Regions from separate parts of the Mus musculus genome. Here regions 1 and 2 are each linked to region 3. Evidence: chromatin contacts called from public HiChIP or PLAC-seq and Micro-C data. All regions are on one chromosome and are shown on one strand. Each heading gives the region's core, a stretch centred on a gene start, on an enhancer-like site or on the middle of the called end of the contact. The rest is flanking DNA. Distances are from core to core; before and after follow the strand shown. Region 1 has its middle 55 kb from the start of Gm34628. Region 2 has its middle 66 kb from the start of Gm26144. Region 3 holds the start of Klf4 (Kruppel-like factor 4 (gut)).

What was found. Hi-C and Micro-C count contacts between places; a contact is called where the count stands out from the background. HiChIP or PLAC-seq counts read pairs in DNA pulled down with a chosen protein or histone mark.
Region 1: a contact with region 3 is called in a FOXA1 HiChIP or PLAC-seq map of pancreatic cancer cells. The contact joins the enhancer-like site here to the promoter of Klf4 in region 3. A contact is called at or near these places in 3 of 39 promoter capture datasets (cranial neural crest, embryonic stem cells and maxillary cranial neural crest) and 9 of 115 datasets of contacts at active chromatin or transcription factors (the NIH/3T3 cell line, cardiomyocytes, embryonic basal ganglia and 6 more).
Region 2: a contact with region 3 is called in a Micro-C map of the HL-1 cell line, with 2.9 times the contacts expected there. The contact joins the enhancer-like site here to the promoter of Klf4 in region 3. A contact is called at or near these places in 10 of 39 promoter capture datasets (the 3T3-L1 cell line, 3T3-L1-derived adipocytes, cranial neural crest and 4 more), 11 of 484 Hi-C or Micro-C datasets (the HL-1 cell line, cerebral cortex, colorectal tumor organoids and 6 more), 8 of 115 datasets of contacts at active chromatin or transcription factors (the NIH/3T3 cell line, a colorectal cancer cell line, embryonic forebrain and 5 more) and 2 of 9 other capture datasets (adipose tissue and embryonic stem cells).

The regions. Positions count from the first base shown.
Region 1 is chr4:56,531,689-56,535,659 of GRCm38.p6, forward strand. No RefSeq gene overlaps it. Among named protein-coding and RNA genes, the nearest start is that of Gm34628, 55 kb to the left of the region's middle. Within about 2 kb of position 1,658, at least 71 of the 459 cell types and tissues checked have an H3K27ac peak or open chromatin away from gene starts, as enhancers often do. A contact at or near this core is called in the NIH/3T3 cell line and pancreatic cancer cells, where this site is marked.
Region 2 is chr4:56,611,204-56,615,511 of GRCm38.p6, forward strand. No RefSeq gene overlaps it. Among named protein-coding and RNA genes, the nearest start is that of Gm26144, 66 kb to the right of the region's middle. Within about 2 kb of position 1,293, at least 19 of the 459 cell types and tissues checked have an H3K27ac peak or open chromatin away from gene starts, as enhancers often do. A contact at or near this core is called in the HL-1 cell line and muscle stem cells, where this site is marked.
Region 3 is chr4:55,530,227-55,534,307 of GRCm38.p6, forward strand. It overlaps Klf4 (Kruppel-like factor 4 (gut)), which reads right to left and starts at 2,249. Exons shown (of 5, transcript NM_010637.3): 1 at 1,641-2,249; 2 at 1,404-1,524; 3 at 1-757. The coding sequence starts at 1,645. It overlaps Gm12506 (a long non-coding RNA gene), which reads left to right and starts at 2,484. Exons shown (of 5, transcript XR_390585.4): 1 at 2,484-4,081.

The DNA.
Region 1 (3,971 bases), core at 408-2,907, 1.0 Mb after region 3:
GTGGAGCATCTGTGGAATAAATCAGCTCAGCACTGGGCATGCCGGAGTGATAAGTGCTAACACTAAGCAAAGAGCAACCTTCAAATCCCCATTCCACAGCTCATGGCTGTGAGAACAGCAAGTGCACAGGCTCCGCACACAGCTGAGGGGAGAAGAAGCCTGCTCACCCTTGGATGTGGTAATAATGACGATATATGAGTGATGGAGTGATGGCATCCACTGGGTCTTAAAACGACATTTGATGGACTTTGTATATAATTAGTGATGTCTGTGGAAAGCTGCAGGATGCTTTATTCTAAAAGAAGATACAATTCAGGCATGGAAGATGGTGCCTCTAATCCCTGCACTGGGGAGGCTCAAGCAGGAGAAGAACAAGTTTGAAGAAAGCTGGGGCTATATAATGGGACTTTGTTTAAATAAATCATACATGTATGCATACACACACACAGGATATGGTTGTCAAAAATGTAATTAAACCTGAGTCCCCTTATCCCTAAACAGGACATGGCAACATTTTCCATCCCATAAAGATAGAGTTTTTCAATTTAATCCAAATTTAGGAAGTAGCTACTTGAAATACAGAGAGAGACTAGTAGATTTCGTGTACAAATGCCATGGCACCTTTGGTAGGGGAAGGAAGGGGATGGTGATGAGAACAGAAATTGATTCTAAATTAAGAGAGTCCCTAATTAAAGTTATATCATTAAGCACCTGATCTCTTTCTTTGCAGGACCACAAAATATTCCTGTGTGAGAATTTCTCACCAGCCCATCAGGCACCTTTAGAGGTAGGAAAACAGAAAAGGGTGTTATTCTTCTTTGTATGTAAGGTGAGCCTGGTCCAGCTACAAATTGAGATGGACTTTGACCCTTCACCCAACTTCTCCAGCTAGTTCCAATCTGAACATTGTGGTGAAAATATGACCTTAAGTGACCCCCACCAGCCTCTGAGGTCACTAAACTAGCTCTATGGCATCTCTGGAAATGCAGAGTTGCACCAAAAGCCCATTGACTGGTGCCAGCTGCACACTGAGCCCAGAGCTGGCCTCCAGGACAGCAAGGTGTATAGACTTTGATGATCTGCCCACGAACTCTATGGAAGTCAGAAAGATAACCAAGGAAAATTCCATGAGGAATGTTCCAGAACTGATTCCACCTGGGCAGTTTGGAAATCATGTAACAGAAAAGGTTCTCTTTTGAGAGTTCACCAAATAAGGAAATGGATAAGGGAAAGCCGGGTCACAGGAACGTCATAAGCAAAGTAGGGCCAAGGAGTATAGGAAGCTATTCAGTGTCATGCTCAGAAACATAAGTGGTCTGGAGGCAGGAATTGTGAAAGGTGATGCTCGGGAAATGAGCAGGAGCCAAGTCATGAAGGGATGCTCTGTGTGCCAAAGGAAGAGGTCTGGCCTCTGTCCAGCAGCTACGGACCAGCCACCGAGAGCTTTGAAATTCCGAAGTGACGTGGTCAGACTCACCCTCCGATCATTCCCTCTAGGGCACTAAGAAGCAGATGGTCTGAGCAGAGAGCGAAGGCTGGGAGGTGAATTGTAAAGAGTTTTATTGCTATTTTTATGTACAGCCTCTGTTCTAAAAGAAACAATAGAGGGTTAAGTCATGGGGCCCCATAATGGGGCATGTGGGCCAAGGTGCAGGCTGTCTGGCACTGGATACATGGACACATGTTGGTGAGTCGGGTCACGGTGATGAGTAAGAGGCAACTAAGAGAAGGAAGACACAACAAAAACCCCAGGATTGTATGACCCTGGGCAGCTCAGTGACCCTCACACAGCCACAGAGTCCTCACGCATGTGGTGGCAGTCACCTGGCCAGCGTGCTTGTGAGTCAGAGGCACACAAAGTCCCTGGCAGAACGTGAGACCTAGAGCAGGTCCTCCATAGGGGTAGCCACCACCATAGAAGTGGAAACGCTTCCTTCTGCCAAGAATGCTCTCAGCACTCAGAAAGGATCCATTCACGGAGACAGAGGCTTCCTGCACTGAGTAACCAAAGCAAACAAGAGCAATAGGGACGGAGCCTGAGTTACTACCTACAGGGGAGGTTCAGGTGTCCCTCTGATGGAAAGCAAAACCCAGCTCAAGTCAAACAAGCCTGTACACACCGATCAGAGCTATGTGTTCTCAGCAGCCCTGGGCACAGTCCCACAGAACCTGGTTTGACAAGCTGCACTGGCCTGATGCCCAGGTCCAGATCAAACCTAGGAGGCCTGAAGCTGCTTTGATAATCAATCTCTCTCTCTCTCTATATATATATATATATATATATATATATATATATATATACACACACACACACACACACACACGCACGCACGCACGCACGCACGCACGCACACACCTGTTTATCTCCTCTCTCACTCAGAGGGTCAATCATTGCTAAGTAGTACCCATGTCCCTGTGGCTCTAAGCTCTGAGTGCAGATTCCCGAATTGGAGCAACTAGCTCACCAGTCAGAAACAAGCCTGGCTCCTCAGTTAGCACTCTCAGAGGTAGAGTTACTCACACTCACGGGTCAGACAAGGATGAAGAAACCCACCCTAAAGCACTTGCATGGAAAGCAAAGAGCCCATGGATGAAGACATTGCTTCACCCAAGCTAGCTACTCTCCCTCATCCATCTCCTGACTCACATCCTCCCCACTGCAAACACTCCAGAAATACCCTCAGCCCCTAAGAGATACTGTCTCCTTCTGATAACATTGTATATTTCTCAGTGGACCCCACAGCCACGGCTGTTTCTCAACTGTGACTCACCTTTGAGCTCTGAAAAGACTTCATGTCTTCCTCATGAGGCTGAGATGTGGGTCCCTAAAAGTCACTAGTGACCTTTGCAAATGCAGAAAAATTCTCATCCACCCTCAGGATTATCCAACTCTAGTCTCCTCCGCACCTAGGAAGCTGCCTTTTCTCCTAGCTCCCCATGCTACAACGTATACCTCTTCTTCTGTCCACCTCTGGGTGTAAGCTTTCTGGAACTTTCTTCCTAGAGCCTCTTCTCTTTCCATAATCCTCTTCCTGAGAAATGCCACAGATAACCCCTTAATCCAGTAGTTCTTCAACCTTCCTAATGCTGTGACCCTTTAATACAGTTCCTCATGTTGTGGTGACCCATCCATAAAATTACCATATTGCAACTTCACAACTGTAATTCTGCTGCTGTTATGAACATTAATGTAAATATCTGATATGTGACCCCCTGTGGGGGTTGTGACCACAGGATGAAAACCACAGTCTTAACCCCTTAAGATTCTAGTTTTCTTACTTTGTCCAGGTCTGTGTTGATGTCTGTGGCCTGTGTTGCCACTGAATGAGAGGCCGATGTCTGTGGTTTATGATGCAGCTGGAAGCCATGCCAATGTCCGTGACCCCAGCTGCAATGGAGGGCTTGATCCAGGTCCATAGCCGCACTGCATGTTCTGTTTGTGGTCTGTTCTGATGCCAGAAACCATGTAGAAGCCCATGATCCCTGCTCCCATAGTCCATCAAAGGTAAATGCTCTTCTTAAGTGGAAAATCTTCTTCAGAGCGGTTATGTAAAGCGCACCCAAGCCTGCTGAAATGTACAGGAGAGGCACCCACGACCTTAATTCCCCATTCTTTTTTTTTTTTTTTTGAGACAGTGTTTCCCTGGCTGTCCTGGAACTCACTTTGTAGACCAGGCTGGCCTCGAACTCAGAAATCTGCCTGTCTCTGCCTCCCTAGTGTTGGGATTAAAGGCATGCGCCACCATGCCCGGCTCTGTTCAACTATTCCTGCTTGTTTCTCTGCATCAAACAAGAAGTCTTCTTGCTATAGGGGACATGTCACAAAGATACTCCATCAATATTTTTATACCAGTTGACCTTGTTATTATCTGATATCCAGTCAGAAAAATAAATCAGCCTGTTTAATACAGAAGTTATTTAATATAAACAGTTGATTCCCGAGGTAACAGTGGCACTGGAGTCCTTCAGCA
Region 2 (4,308 bases), core at 43-2,542, 1.1 Mb after region 3:
CAGACATGGGATTTGGTGACCACTTTTGAACATAAACCCACAAAGGAGTTTTAAACATATCCTTATTCCTGGCAAGTAGGAGAGTATAGAGTCCCACAACCCTGCACAGCATTTAGTAAACCTTGGGATTACTCTGGGTGACAAAACAACAGAAACGGAGTGAGGATTGCGTGACGTCACCCTACATTTTCACAGTCCCTTAGACCACCCTAGCACACTTTGCCCACTTGTTTATTTACATTGCCATTTTTCCCAACCAAAATCCGGAGCTCCTTGAGACCAGGCTTTCCAAGGCTCAGCCTGGCACCTGTGGCTTACTCAGTAGTTGCTGAATGAAGGCAAGAAGGGTTAAACCCCAAATAGCCTGATAGCTTACCCAGTGCTCTTAGAGACCGTAGAATGTCTGAGACAACCCTGGCCTGGGGAAAGGGTCCTTGTCTGTCCACAGCCCATGTCAGCAGAACATCTACAAGCAGAAGCCTAGGTGACTTCCCAGTTTCCCTCAAGGAAGTTGCCTCTCTCCGGAAGTCCTGCCCTATGGGTTGGAGGAGGGCAGGAGAAATTGCAATGGAAGGACAAGAGCTTCTGTCTGGGGCTTGGGGACATACAGGGTAGTGCTAGCCCCTCCCCAGGAACATTGCCCAGATGATATTAGCAATAAGCAACCCAGAGTTTTCTCAACTGGAAACCCCAGGACAGCCTGAAAGGGGCAGGTTTGGCCTGGTTTAGACACTGGCTGGACTTTAGCCAGACTATGTGCTTACTTGGGAAGGAAAAGCCTAAAGCATGAAAAAGCATTCTGCATGCTGAAAGCACGTTACCCAAGAGCAACATCGAAATGAGGGTTTCAGGTCACATTTCAACTTTCAAGGAATTAAACCCCTGCTGAGTCTGTCTATAGCGTTTGTATTTTGTTTGGTGACTTGCATTTAAAAACACCGTTTGTGGAAGAGGGAGTTTGGAGATAAAATGAAAGTGAGGACACTCAGGGGCTATAGGAAGGCCCTAAGAAAAGGAGGAGTAAGGGGGGGGGGGAGAATAAGAGGAGAGAGGAAGAGAAAGAGTAGGAGACTCAAGAACAACAATGCAGGGAAGAGGAGGAGGAATAGAGGAGGACCTGGAACAGGAGAAGGAGAATTAAGAGGAGGAAGAGGGGAATGGAGGAAGAGAGAGGGGGAGGAGCAGGAAGAGGAGGAAGGCTTGGAAGGGCTTCACATGTGAGACACCAGTGAGCACCTCCTGATGAACAAGCTTTTCCGCTTGTGTCCCAAAAGAATATCCCAGGAGGCAACGACAGCTGATACCCCAGAAGCCAGAAGCTGATGTCAGCTCAACTGGCAGCTTGCCTGTGACAGTGCCCGAGCAAGACTGACTCTTGCCCTTGGTTTTCAAAAGCCTCTTAGACAAAGCACAGATAAATAATTTAGGGGCTCATAGCCTGTGCATGAAGGGAAGAGGAACGGGGGAAGATGAGCACCCCAGCTCAGCTACCTACCTGTTGCTACCCAGGGTAGGAACCACACAGCAGAAGCAATTCTTTGGGAAGCCATGACGCCACTAAAGGCTCAGGCTTCTCCTCGCAAGGTGACTTGGGGCTCTGGAAATAGGTCTGGACTTATGAGAGGGCAGGGAACCTTCCAGAAATTCATTAGGTATTCTGAACAAGAGGAAGTACCAGGAAATAAAAGCAGAAAGTTCCTTGGAGGTCAGATCATGATCAGTCCACTGCTTGCTTAAGTCAGACACCCTTTAGCCTTTGAGGTCAGGAACGTTTGTGAATCTGAACAAGGATTCCCTCCTAGAAAACTCTATCTCTGTCCTTCTCTGTGTGTGCCTTTCTCTCTCTCTCTCTCTCTCTCACTGAATCAATGCTTTCAGATCCCTGGATATGTGTCCATACTCTAAACAGAAATAAAATATGCCAGACACAGAAACAGAAATGCCACATGATCCTGCTTACATGAGGAACTTATGAAATCAAATACAGATATGCAGACACAGAGAGGATGATAGTGATCACACAAGTGGAAAATGGAGTCACATGTTAGTCAAAAGTCAATGTTGCATGAATGCAAGATGGGTGAATATAGGGCTCTAACATCGAGCAATATGACAGTGATAGTTTTCTACACTGGAAATTTGCTTTTTTTTAAAAAAGTAGGATTTTGGAGGTTGAACCTCAAAAATAAATGGTTAGAGATAGATGTGTTACATAGCTTGAGTATAGGAGTCAACTCACAGTGTATATGTATGTCAAAGCATCATGTCCCATACCCCAATGTTTTTAAGAAAAGTGCCAGGGGAAGAGAAGGTAGGAGTCTTCATTTGAAGCCAAACAGACTTTGACATGAGACCCTGCTCAGGCTCTTATTAACTGTCTGAAGTTAGGCTAGTTGGATCATGGCTGAATGGATAACAGTACTATAGACTGCAATCCCTGTCTGAAATATCTGGGACCAGAAGTATTCAGGAGTTTGGACTTTTCCATGTTTAGGAATATTTGCATATATACTGAGATGTCTTGGGGACGGGACCAATTATTAAATAAAGTTCATTTTGCTGTGCATATACTTTGCAGACATGGTCTGCATGTGATCTTATACAGTGTTCATGGGCATTCGTGAGCAGGTGTGGAATCTCCAACTTGGTTTATCATGTCTGCATTCAAAGGTTTGGGTTTTAGAACACTTCATCGGGGTTTTCAGATCAAGAATTCATAGCCCTTTTGCCCCCACCTCCCAAGACTGTAGAAAAGATTGAGTGTCTTGCAGGAATAAATGGCACAGATCACAAAGCTTGTGGCAAGCACCTGGTGAAGACATGTGAAGAAACTCAGCTCTGGTGGGTACAGCTAAGAGGAGAGGAACCTTGGCCATCACCACAGGCAGCAAGGGATCCTGGTGACACAGACAATGGCTGTGATATAAACATGGAAGGCATGAGACATGACTTCTTTTCAACATCCATGGCACCTGAGCCTTGTGGAGCCAGAAATTCGTGATTGGAGAATGACCAAGAAAGTGGCTCATCTATAGTGTTTTCAAACAGATCAGACAACCAGCTTACGCATAAGTTTTAAATTTGGCAGCCATCAGCCTATTCTTCAGGTTGTGAAAGCAATATTCAAATGGCTGATGAGGCAGATTCCCAATAGGATGATAAAAGCCTCCATTGAAGATGCCGACCAGAGATACAGCATGGCCACTTCATCCTGGTTTAGTCAGAGGGAAGGTCAGAGATCATTTGAGGTCACTCTGTTTACAGAACATGTTTCTAAATGCTGGGACACGGTAGGCACTTAGTAGCCTCATATTTGATTGGCAAACAAATGAACTAAGAGTCACCATTGGACTCTGCAAAGGGATAGAGAAAATATTTAAAATATAGCATCTGGGCCTTTGTAGTTACCCCATTGCTCCCATTCTGAGATGTTTAGAGGATACCAGGACTAGACATATCCTCAAACACAGTCCTTGCTACAGACTGAGTTGTGCCCCCCACCTTCGAATCCATATGTTGAAGTCCTAATCCGCAGTCTCTCAACTTGACCTGGTTTGAAGGTAGGTTTGTAGATAATCAAGTTACCAAGAGGTCTCTAGGGGAAACTCTATCTAATATAACCAATGTCTTCAGAATGGGGAAGATTTAAAAATAAACACGCATCCAGATAGAATGCTACAGAGAGATGAAGGCAAAGATGGGTGAGTTTAATGCTCCTGCAAGACAAGGCCCCTGAGAAGTTGCATGGAACACCAGGAGCTAGACTGAGGACACAGAATAGCTTTCTCCTATGTCCCCTGGAAGAGACCAACCCTACTGCTGCCATACTGTTCTCATCCTCCATGAGTGTGAGACAGGAAATTTCCCTTCTGCAAGCCACCTTACTTAAGACACTTTGTCATGGTCACTAAGGATAACTCATTTAAGATGCTCTTGCCTACACACCCATTGGCTCTGGAGAACATGGGAAATTAATATGACTTTTACTGAGGAATATGTCTTTTTAAGATGATCATAACGGGGCTTTGAGAGAGGGAAGTGTAGGGGATCCAACTTGGGGTGACTTGGATACTAGGTAAGACTCTACCACTGATGTGCATCCTCAGGTCCAGGGCGCAGAACTTACTTGCTCATTCTTTTTACTAAGATTTCCTGGATGCCTGTAAAATGTCACCACCAGCTAGTTTCCCATGCCATTAGTGAACTCACATGAGTTTCAAAAGAAGTCTCAACACAGAGCATCCTGCATCCAACATGGCCATACTCAGTGGTCTCTGGAGGTAGCCATGTGGGAGATTTCACTCTGCC
Region 3 (4,081 bases), core at 999-3,498:
CAGCGCTCAAATGGGCCTCTAGGGACCGGCTGACCGTGCAGGACGGGACCGCCTCTTGCTTAATCTTGGGGCACATGCGCGGCGGGCCACCGCTGTAGGGCGCCACTACCACGGGGTGGCTGCCGTCTGGGCTTCCTTTGCTAACACTGATGACCGAAGGGCTGCTGTACTCGCTGCCAGGGGTGGTCAGAGACGCCTTCAGCACAAACTTGCCCATCAGCCCGCCACCTGGCGGCTGAGGCTGCTGTGGCGGAATGTATACTGGGTCCAACTCCGGCCGCAGGAGCTCAGCCACGAAGCCGCCCGAGGGGCTCACGTCATTGATGTCCGCCAGGTTGAAGGGGGCCGTGGGAGGTGGCGCAGATTCTCGGCTGTAGAGGAGCCCTCCACCTGTGTTGCTGGCAGCCACGCCCGGGTCACCCCCGGCCCGGATCGGATAGCTGAAGCTGCAGGTGGAGGGCGCGCTGGCAGGGCCGCTGCTCGCCGGGGAAGACGAGGATGAAGCTGACGCCGAGGTGGTCACGGTGGCGGCCACCGATTCCTGGTGGGTTAGCGAGTTGGAAAGGATAAAGTCTAGGTCCAGGAGGTCGTTGAACTCCTCGGTCTCCCTCCGGGCTAGGAGGGCCGGGTTGTTACTGCTGCAAGCTGCACCAGCTCCGCCACTCTCCAGGTCTGTGGCCACCGTCGCCGCCAGGTCGTAGGGGCGGCCGGGAAGTGGGGGAAGTCGCTTCATGTGAGAGAGTTCCTCACGCCAACGCTGCAAGAACAGGGAGGGAGAGAGAAACTGTTAATTGTAGCACCCTGTTGCCACCCCTAATATTGACTTGTTGGGTGAAGCACACCAACACCCTGCTATAGGAACTGGACAGAACAGGAAGGCAGCCTCGGGGACTCCAGGGGCCACACTGCAATCTCAGCTAACACCAAGGTAAGAGGTGGCGCGTTCGTTCTCCTGCAAGCTAGTGCCGTCGCTCCACCAGCCCAGTCCTCTTCCCCGCCAGATCCGCGGGACGCTCCAGCCGCCCACGGAATTGGGACACTGGGACACGGTGGCTTTCTCCCCATGCACCATAGCCACCGGGTCGCCCACGCGCTACGATCACTCCGGCCCAAAGGGTCTCGAGACTTGTCCACCTAAAATATAGTGGACTGAGTGCGCCCACCCCACGGTCCGGACGCCCGAAGACTAGTGGGGAACCGCTGTGCGCCCCTGGCGGTACCGCAGTGCCGGGACCACACGCACTTAAGGCCGACTCAAGGGCCGAGGAGCCACCTCGGAAGGCTGTAGAGTTCCAATGGAGGGCAATCCTTGTCCTAACCAAGGACTCTTGGTGACCCCCGGATTCCGCCCATACACCCCACCCCATCTGCAGAAATCTACAGGGCACTAGCGCGACACTCACGTTAGTCGGGGCACCTGCTGGACGCAGTGTCTTCTCCCTTCCCGCCGGGCCGGACGCGAACGTGGAGAAGGACGGGAGCAGAGCGTCGCTGACAGCCATGTCAGACTCGCCAGGTGGCTGCCTGCGGGCCGGGCGGGGCGCACAGGGACCAGGAGTCAGGGGACACCCTGGCCACTGCTCCGAAGCTTCCCTCCAATCCTCACCCCTTTCTGTTCCCAAGTCCAACATCTCACCTACCTCATTAATGTGGGGGCCCAGAAGGTCCTCCGGAGTCCGAAGAAGAGAGAGGGGTACCTGAGCCCCAAAGTCAACGAAGATTAAAAACTTTAGAAACAAAACCTCAAACCAAAACCCCCAGATTGCCCGAGATCCTTCTTCTTTGGATTCAATATAAACCGGCGATGTCTTTAAAAAAGTTCCTTTGTATACAAAAATTCTTAGAAAAGTTGTAAACTCTTATAAAAATAGACAATCAGCAAGGCAGATAAGTAGGTCCGATGGCCAGGCTGCACGCTCTTGGACTCAGCAGTGTCCCCCACCGTTGTCGCGGCCACTGTGGCTGTCGGCGGCGCGGGGGCTGTGGTCCGGGCGGTGGGCGGGCGGCGCCGCCAGGTGAGAATGGCCGCGGTGGCGCGGAACTGCGAGCTGGGCGGTGGCGCGGGGTGCGGAGTCCTGGGGACTGTGCCGGGTGCGCGCGGCCATGGGCGCGGGTCACGGGCGGGTTGCTGGGTGGGGGGCTGGAGGGGCGGGGAGGGGCACTCGGCGGCTCCGGGTGCCGCCGCCGCCCGCCACCGCCTCTGCTCCCCGCGCGCCCGGAGCCGCGCTCGCTCTCTTGGCCGGGGAACTGCCGGCGGCCGCCGCGCGCTTCTTACTTATAACTTCTCGCTCGCTTGCTCCCCGCCTCCTCCCTGTGGCGGCGCGCGGGGCTCCGCCGCCAGGCCCCGCCCCCTGCCTTTCTTCTCCCCGCCTTCCCGCAGCCCCCACTGCGCGTTGCCATGGTAGCTAAATAAACAAACTCCGCGCACGTGGGGGCGGGGGCGAGGGAGGGGCGCGGGCGGGGCGGGGCCAGGCCGTGACGCCAGCCAGGCAGCTGGCGGGCTGGAGCCGTGCTGACGCCGGCGGCGGTGGCGGCGACGGCGGCTCCGGCGCTGGGAGTACGGCGTGGCTCCCGTGGCCGCGCTACTCGGGGTCCTCTGGGCGGCCACGGTCGGTTCCCTGGGCTCGAAAGTCCTGCCACGGGAACCCTGGCGGGGGACAGGAGGTTGGGGGTGTGTGTGTGTGGGGGGGAAGAGGCGGCGCGCCCCTACCCCTGCTCGCGTACGCGCTTGTCCTGTCGTCTGCGCACTCGAGAGCGCGATTATCCGCGTGACTCATCCAGCCCGCCCTCTCTCGCATACGCACGCAGACGCCGGGCCGTGTCGGCGCAGGGCCTGGCCTGGCGCGGGTGCCAGTGGGGCCTCCCGTAGGGTGGGGGTGAGGGCCGGGTGATTGGGGGGGGGCGCTAGGAATCTCAGAAGCTAGGAGAAGGGGTTCCGCGCCTGCTATGAAAGAGAGCGGCCGGGATTGGGCACGTAGTCATCTTGATAATGGAAGGAACAAGGAAGGCGTTCCAGATTTACATTGGGGGTGGGGGAGTGGGAACGCGGAGAGGGACCGAGGCGCGGAGATACCTTTCACCAGGGATCTCAAAGCTCTTTACAAGCTACGCACTCGCACTCTTCATTTTGAAGATGAGAAGTGAGTCATAAAGAGGTGAAGCGGCGAGGTAAAGGTCATAGGACAACTCGCTCCCATCAACTTAGGTTCTGAGCTAGCCAACCCACTCAAAGGGACTTCACTGGGAGGTGATCCTGCGCTGGGAAGAGGAGCGCTGCAATGGGACCCTAGTGCTCCAAAGTGGCACCTCAGGCCCTTGCCTACCGGGAGGGGAAAAGGCAGTCTTTGTTTTAGTCTTATTACTCCTTTTCCCATTCCCCACTACCCTCAGTAATTTTCCAGCCGGGAAAGGTTTTCGCCCTCATCTCTACCAAGTACTTAAAACAAAACAAAAACCGTGAGTGTGGTGTTCAGTATAACTCGCTAAACTAGGTTTACTTTTTTTTTTTTTTTAAGGCTAGGTGTTTATTTTGGATTGGGGAGCAGAGTTGGGCTCCGCCGCCCTCATGGTTGAACCCTGGCGGAGACAGCTGAGGGCGGGGACTGAAGAAAGGCACTCGGGAAAGGGGGTCGATGCTCCAGCATAGGCAGCGTGTGCACTCGCTCCTCTCGGGGCGTCGGTGCCACGTCCTCTGTCGTTTCACCTGTTTGAGTCCCGGAATCCTTGGGACCTATATTAGTTTTCTTCGGAATATTTGTCATCCTGAATTTTCCACTTCTGGCCGACCACAGAAGCGCTCTTGGAATGCATCTCTTCCCAATGAAGTGGGGCTGCCCAGTCAGTCTGTCAAAGGCAGGGCTCGAGCTGGGAGCCTTTGAGGAAGGACTTTTCATCCTTTCTCTTGGTTTTGGCAGAGGACTAGGCGCGCTAAGGGGTGGGGAAGAGCCCGACTTCGCCTGGAAAGTGGCGCTCCCCCTTCACGTGACCTCGAGGGGTTCATCCCCATTCCCTTGGAACTAGGCCAGTTTAACTCTGAAAATATTACTCGTTCAAACAAAGGAACAACAAAAAGAACACCTGT